2 separate regions of the Mus musculus genome follow, and region 1 is linked to region 2. The links are chromatin contacts, called in public HiChIP or PLAC-seq maps. All regions are on one chromosome and are shown on one strand. The core of a region is the stretch at or near the end of the contact, and the rest is flanking DNA. Distances in the headings are between cores, read along the strand shown.

Region 1 (2,700 bases), core at 77-2,576, 220 kb before region 2:
TAATTTGAGATAATTTTGATGTTTACACACAAGAAAATAAATGGAAATTCAATGAAGGCACCAGAAGATTTGGTGTGATTTGTGACTCAAGTTGAAGATAGTCTTTCACCCAGACTAAACAAATTGATTGATGAACTTAAGTAGGTGAAATATTTTAGAATGGACAAATCAGAAGCCTGATGTATTTTTCCCTTGGATTTATACTCAGACATAGCCAAGTTTTCTGGATGGTACATTATTATTAACAACTCAAAATAGCCTATGTGTTTACTGGCATATTTTGTTTTGTATTGATATTGTTGAATTTTCAACTTAAGATCTCTGATGCATTAACTGAAATTGACCTCTCTAGGTTTGAGATATCATGAACTGAACTTTCTCTCCCATCTAATACTTTGCATTGGATTTAGATACAAATGATTTGTTGCTTTCTTTTTCTAGGCATTAGTCCTAAGCTCTATCAAACATTCTTGTTAATACCATACTTAACCTCCTAATTATTTAATTATTGACTTCCCAGATGGTTTTCTGTTTTCTGTTGACATGATGTGCTGTTTTGCAAGCTTTTCTCAATGAAGCTTTTTCTTTGCATTTTTACTGTTAATGTGGCCATCTTACTTACTTCTCAGGCACTATGCATGTGCTCTAAAATTAGTATACAAATATGTGTAATGGAAATAAAACCCTCAGAATTAATCTCCATTGACCCATTCTTACTAAAGGAACAGAGAAATAAATACACAGACTGTTTTATTAATCTAAATGACTGGCTTATCATTCTAAAACTTCCAGTCACTAAAACCATGTGTCTATAATGTTCTTCTTCTCTTTTCTCTTTTCTTTTTTCCTTTTCTTTTTTGAATTTTTTAATAAACATGCTGTGCTACACAATTCTGTTACATCACCACCACAGCAGAAAAAATGGACTAATATTAAGTTGGGGAAAATGGAGGTAAGGAGCTTGTGTTTCATCAACTAAAATCCTGTCTCTTAGATAATTTTCTGTAAAAGTCGTACATTTATTAAATGCTCATTTCTAGAAATCTCTACTCCTGATCTGGGACTACATTTCCAAGAGAAGAAATAATCATGTCAAATTCTGTGTACTGACTTTTCCTGGTAAGTCAGTTACTGGTAAAATTAAAGGTTTTGTTGAGAGTCAAACAGCATGATTCACAAACATATTAGCACACTTTAAGATTTCCTAGAAGTAAAGTTAAAAAAAAAGGAAAGAAAGAAAAACAGACACTACTAAGATCTTTCTAAGAATGGACTGAATTCATTCTTTCACATTTGCATATATTTATAAGATATTCTGACTTCCCCAAACGCCACCTTTGTTTCTTTACCTCCTGTCCTTGTCACCACAATTTCCTCCACAAATTTATTTCCCATAATTATATCTTTGTTCATTTGCTCACTTGGTCTTTGAGACCCACTGCTTTAAATAATGCAAGCTGTGAAATTATAGGTTTAGAACTATGGACTGTAGCATGTTCAACTCCGCAGTAGAGAAATGGACGCATATAATGAAATTTCCTCTTAATGAATTGGTCCATTTCCAGTAGTTGAAGAGTAGGAAGACTTTACTGAGGCCCTTGCCAATTCATGCTCAGAGTTTCTGTGTTGTAGAGGTTCATAATAGACAGCCACAGCTGCTGTGAATTCATGACTATGAATGTATAGACTAGGACATGCCCAAAAGGTCACCCTTCATAGCCCATTTTCCAATATTCTGACTCTTGTATTTTTTCTTCCCTGTCTTTTTAAGTCTCAGTTGTGACATTATGAATATCCTATTTAGGTCTAAGCACTCCACTCTCAATTGTGCTCAGCATGTTTGAAGCCATGTGTCTGTATTCACTACTACTTATTGCAAAGAGAAGTTTCTTTGCTGTTGTTTTATTAATTAATTTTTTATTTATTTATATTCCAAATGTTGTCTCCCCCTTCCTGCCCTCTCTAGCAGAGTTCTTACCATTAGACTGGATATTTCCCTACCTTCGGGCATCATGTTTCTGCAAGATTAGGTGTATCCTCTCCCAATGAGGCTAGACAAGGTTGTCCTCTGGTACATAAGGGCCCAGGACCTTGGATGACCCTGTGTATGTTCTTTGGTTGGTAGCTCAGTTTATGGGAGTTCCTAGATTTCCTGATTAATTGACACTATTGTTCTTCCCCTTCAGTTCCTTCAATCCTTTCCCTAGCTCTTCTATAGGGATCCCCAAGTGGAGTGGGGTTGGGGAAACCTCTAGAAAGTCCCAGAGACCTGGGGGTGTGAGAAGCTCCCAGCACTCAATGAGATATTAGTTGAAATGCCCAACAGTGAGAAAATGGAATCTGAAGATACCACCTCCAATTTTCAGACAGGACCTCCATGGGAAGCATAGGGCCACCCGTGTATCTCCAATTTTTTTTCCCAGAATTATTCCTTTCTAATGGAAGTACAGGGACAAAAATGGATCAGAGACTGAAGCAGTGGCTGAGCAGTGAGAGGTCCAAATTGGGATTCATCCCATGGATAGGCACCAATACTTGACACTACTAGTGATACCATGTTATGATTGAAGACAAGAGTCTCACATGCCTGTTCTCTGAGAGGCTCTACCAGCAGCTGACTAATACAGATAGAGATACTCACAGTCAAGCACTGGACAGAGGTTGGGGAAGAGTTTCTTTACAAAAATTCTATCAGTAACA
Region 2 (3,021 bases), core at 394-2,893:
ACATCAGATGAAGCTCAGGGAGTCCTACTAAAGGATTCTGAAAAGGATTGAGGGATCCAAAGAGGACAGGGGACTCCACAGAAGACCAAAAGACTCAACTAATCTGGAACCTTGGGAGCTCACAAAGGCTGAACTACCAACCGAAGATCTAGCATGGGTTGGACCTAGGACCCCTGGCCATATGTAGCAGATGAATACTTGGTCTTCATGCGGGTCCACCCACAGCTGGAGTGAAGACTGTTCCAGAATCTGCTGCCTGCCTGCCTGCCTGCCTGCCTGCCTGCCTGCCTGCCTGCCTGCCTGCCTGCCTGCCTGCCTGTGTGTCCTGCTTCCTTAAATAGACAGCCTTATCTGGCCTTAGTGGGAGGGGATTGTACCTAGTAACTTGATGAAGTAGGGTTTGGAGGGCTAGTTGGAAAAAGATGAAAGGACACCTAGAAGGATGCTTCTCTTCTCAAAGGAAAGGGGGAGGTTGGAATGGGCAGAGGGAAAGATCAAAGTTTGATATAACACTTTAAAAACTACAATAAACATATTCATGCAGAGAATACCAATATTTTAAATTAAGTAACATATTATTTCTAATCACTCCCTTTATCCAAGAATATTGTATATTTCCATAAAACTGGATACTCAAATTTTACCTTGTACTCCAGACTTCTTTTTTTTTAGCCAACAATCCTGTAAAATACTGAGGATATAATAGTGATGTCTGAGTACACAGGTCCATGAGAGTAAATGTTCTCATCTGAAATGATTTTCAATAGGATTACTGGAAGACATGAAGCACTTGCAAATTGGTAATAAATAAACAGTCACTACCTGACATGTAATTGTAGTTTTATGTCTTATTTATATTCACTGTTAAATGTAAACATCTGTACCATATATGAATGAATACATATATGCAAGCATAAAATTTATTATGAAGAAAAACATGACAATCAAACAGCAAAGCTGTATGTATACACCCTACTGAAATTCAACAGACTTGAGACAGTCTCTCATAACATGAGAAGTTCAGGGAATATTAAATAGATAAGAGAGCACACAAAGAATATTCAGCCACAAAGAATTCTCTCAAGAAATTGTTATTTCTGAAAAGAAATGGATTAGCTATTTAATATTTTAATTAACATTTCAGCACATTGTCAAGTAATATTTGTGGTCTACATGTTATCTCCATTTCTTCTTATTTATGCATGCACAAGTGTATTCTTTACAGAAGGATATATATTGGTGAGTATAAGATCAAAGTATATATACAAATACAATAGTGATATTCATTACTTTGTATGTTAGCATTAAAAATGAATATTCATCTATAACACCTAGTCAAATAGTGACTAACTTTGAAATATAGCATAGATACAGCATGCAGTAACAAATATGCATACAAATATAGGTATGCTATGCACACAAACATCTGTGCTGTTTCATCTAAGCTAGTAAAGTTTAGAAAATAAAGCTCAAGTAAATTTTTATTATTATTTTAATGGAAATACATTTAGGTACAAACAGTTAGGATTTCTTATTAATGATGATAGACATCTTACTGAAATAGCAAGGCAAGTGAGAGGATGTGAAGAGAGATGGTGATGATGCTTGGGACCCAAGAGACCAAGTTTCACTTCTATGAAAGCCTGTTTTCAACAGGATATAGTCAGCATCTCAGAGCTGCTGAACCACAGAAGGAAGAAGTTCACATATATTTTACTAAAACAATTTCAACCTTGGCTCCAATAATTTTTAAATATAAGAATGGCTTATTATTGTACATTATTGAAATTATAATATAAAGAAATAAGAATAGAATAAAAATTAGATTAAAAGTTTAAGTTCCTAAACTTTGTTTGTTTGCTTTTTAAGCCATGATAATGTCTTTTTTTTCTGATGTTAACTGTCAGTGCCCTAAAGGTATGACAAAATTACTAAAATTGTACATTGCTGGACACTAGGATTGCAATTTATATCTTGCACATAACTGGTAAATATACATAGCTGATGATAGAAAAATATTTAACATGTTCCATGTCACCATACAAAAAGTGAAAACTAGATCTTCCAAAATGACCTTAACTACCACAATTAAAATGTCCTTGTAAGTCTAACTGTTGGTTTATTTTATCTGATAAAATGACATGTTGACAACAGGAAAGAATAAATGTCAGGAGCAACAGTTTTAACTACTAATATTTATTTAATTGAACAAATCCTCAGCTCTGTCTCATACACATATACTACACCAACAGACATACACACATATATACATATGTGTGTGTGCATGTGTGTGCATGTCTCTCTCCCTTCTTCCCTTCCTCCCATCATCCCCCTCCCTCCCTCCTTCATTCTCTCCCTCACTCTCTCCTCTCTCTCTCTCTCTCTCTCTCTCCCACAAAGCAAAAACAAAATAAACATAAAATTAACAACAAATAGGCCCACAAATGACACAAACAAAGAAACAAAATGAGAAAAAAAAGAAAACCAATAATTCAATATTAACAAAACAAAATGCACACAGAAATAATATGGAGTAAATTTTGTGTTGTCCAACTACTCTTGGTCATGAAGCCTGGCCTGGAGTGTGCTTCATATACCCAGCAACACCTCTTTGGAGAAAAACTGATATTCCCTTTCCCAGCAGGTGTCATGTACAAAGAAAGTTCTTGATTACTTGTGGGATTTTGGTCCCTTTCTCAGTGTTTGGACTTTGTCCTGTTTGAGCGTATACATGTCTTCTGTGTGATATTCTGGCCTCTGAGTTTATATGTGGACCAACATTGTTGTGTCTCAATGATGTCTTTTCCATGGTATTGTCTACAAATTGGGGTTTTATATATTCTTTCTACCTCATCTAACTCAGAAGGCTCTGAGCCTTGGCAGGAAAAGTTTGATGGTTGAGTTCAACAAAGTCCTTCAAACTCTAGACATTAATCAGTTGTGGTTCTCTTCCCATCTCTAGAAAGACAATCTTTTTCTGGTGAGGTTTGAGTGATAGTGTATTATACAGGTATATCAATA

What was found. HiChIP or PLAC-seq counts read pairs in DNA pulled down with a chosen protein or histone mark.
Region 1: a contact with region 2 is called in an H3K4me3 HiChIP or PLAC-seq map of the 230-238 cell line, with 4 times the contacts expected there. The contact joins two enhancer-like sites. A contact is called at or near these places in 1 of 15 datasets of contacts at CTCF or cohesin (pro-B cells), 1 of 484 Hi-C or Micro-C datasets (the 63-12 cell line) and 2 of 115 datasets of contacts at active chromatin or transcription factors (the 230-238 cell line and large pre-B cells).

What each region holds. Positions count from the first base shown.
Region 1 is chr14:94,761,562-94,764,261 of GRCm38.p6, reverse strand. No RefSeq gene overlaps it. Among named protein-coding and RNA genes, the nearest start is that of Gm33450, 27 kb to the right of the region's middle. Within about 2 kb of position 1,326, at least 3 of the 459 cell types and tissues checked have an H3K27ac peak or open chromatin away from gene starts, as enhancers often do. A contact at or near this core is called in the 230-238 cell line and the 63-12 cell line, where this site is marked.
Region 2 is chr14:94,546,208-94,549,228 of GRCm38.p6, reverse strand. No RefSeq gene overlaps it. Among named protein-coding and RNA genes, the nearest start is that of Gm23324, 99 kb to the right of the region's middle. Within about 2 kb of position 1,643, at least 6 of the 459 cell types and tissues checked have an H3K27ac peak or open chromatin away from gene starts, as enhancers often do. A contact at or near this core is called in the 230-238 cell line and the 63-12 cell line, where this site is marked.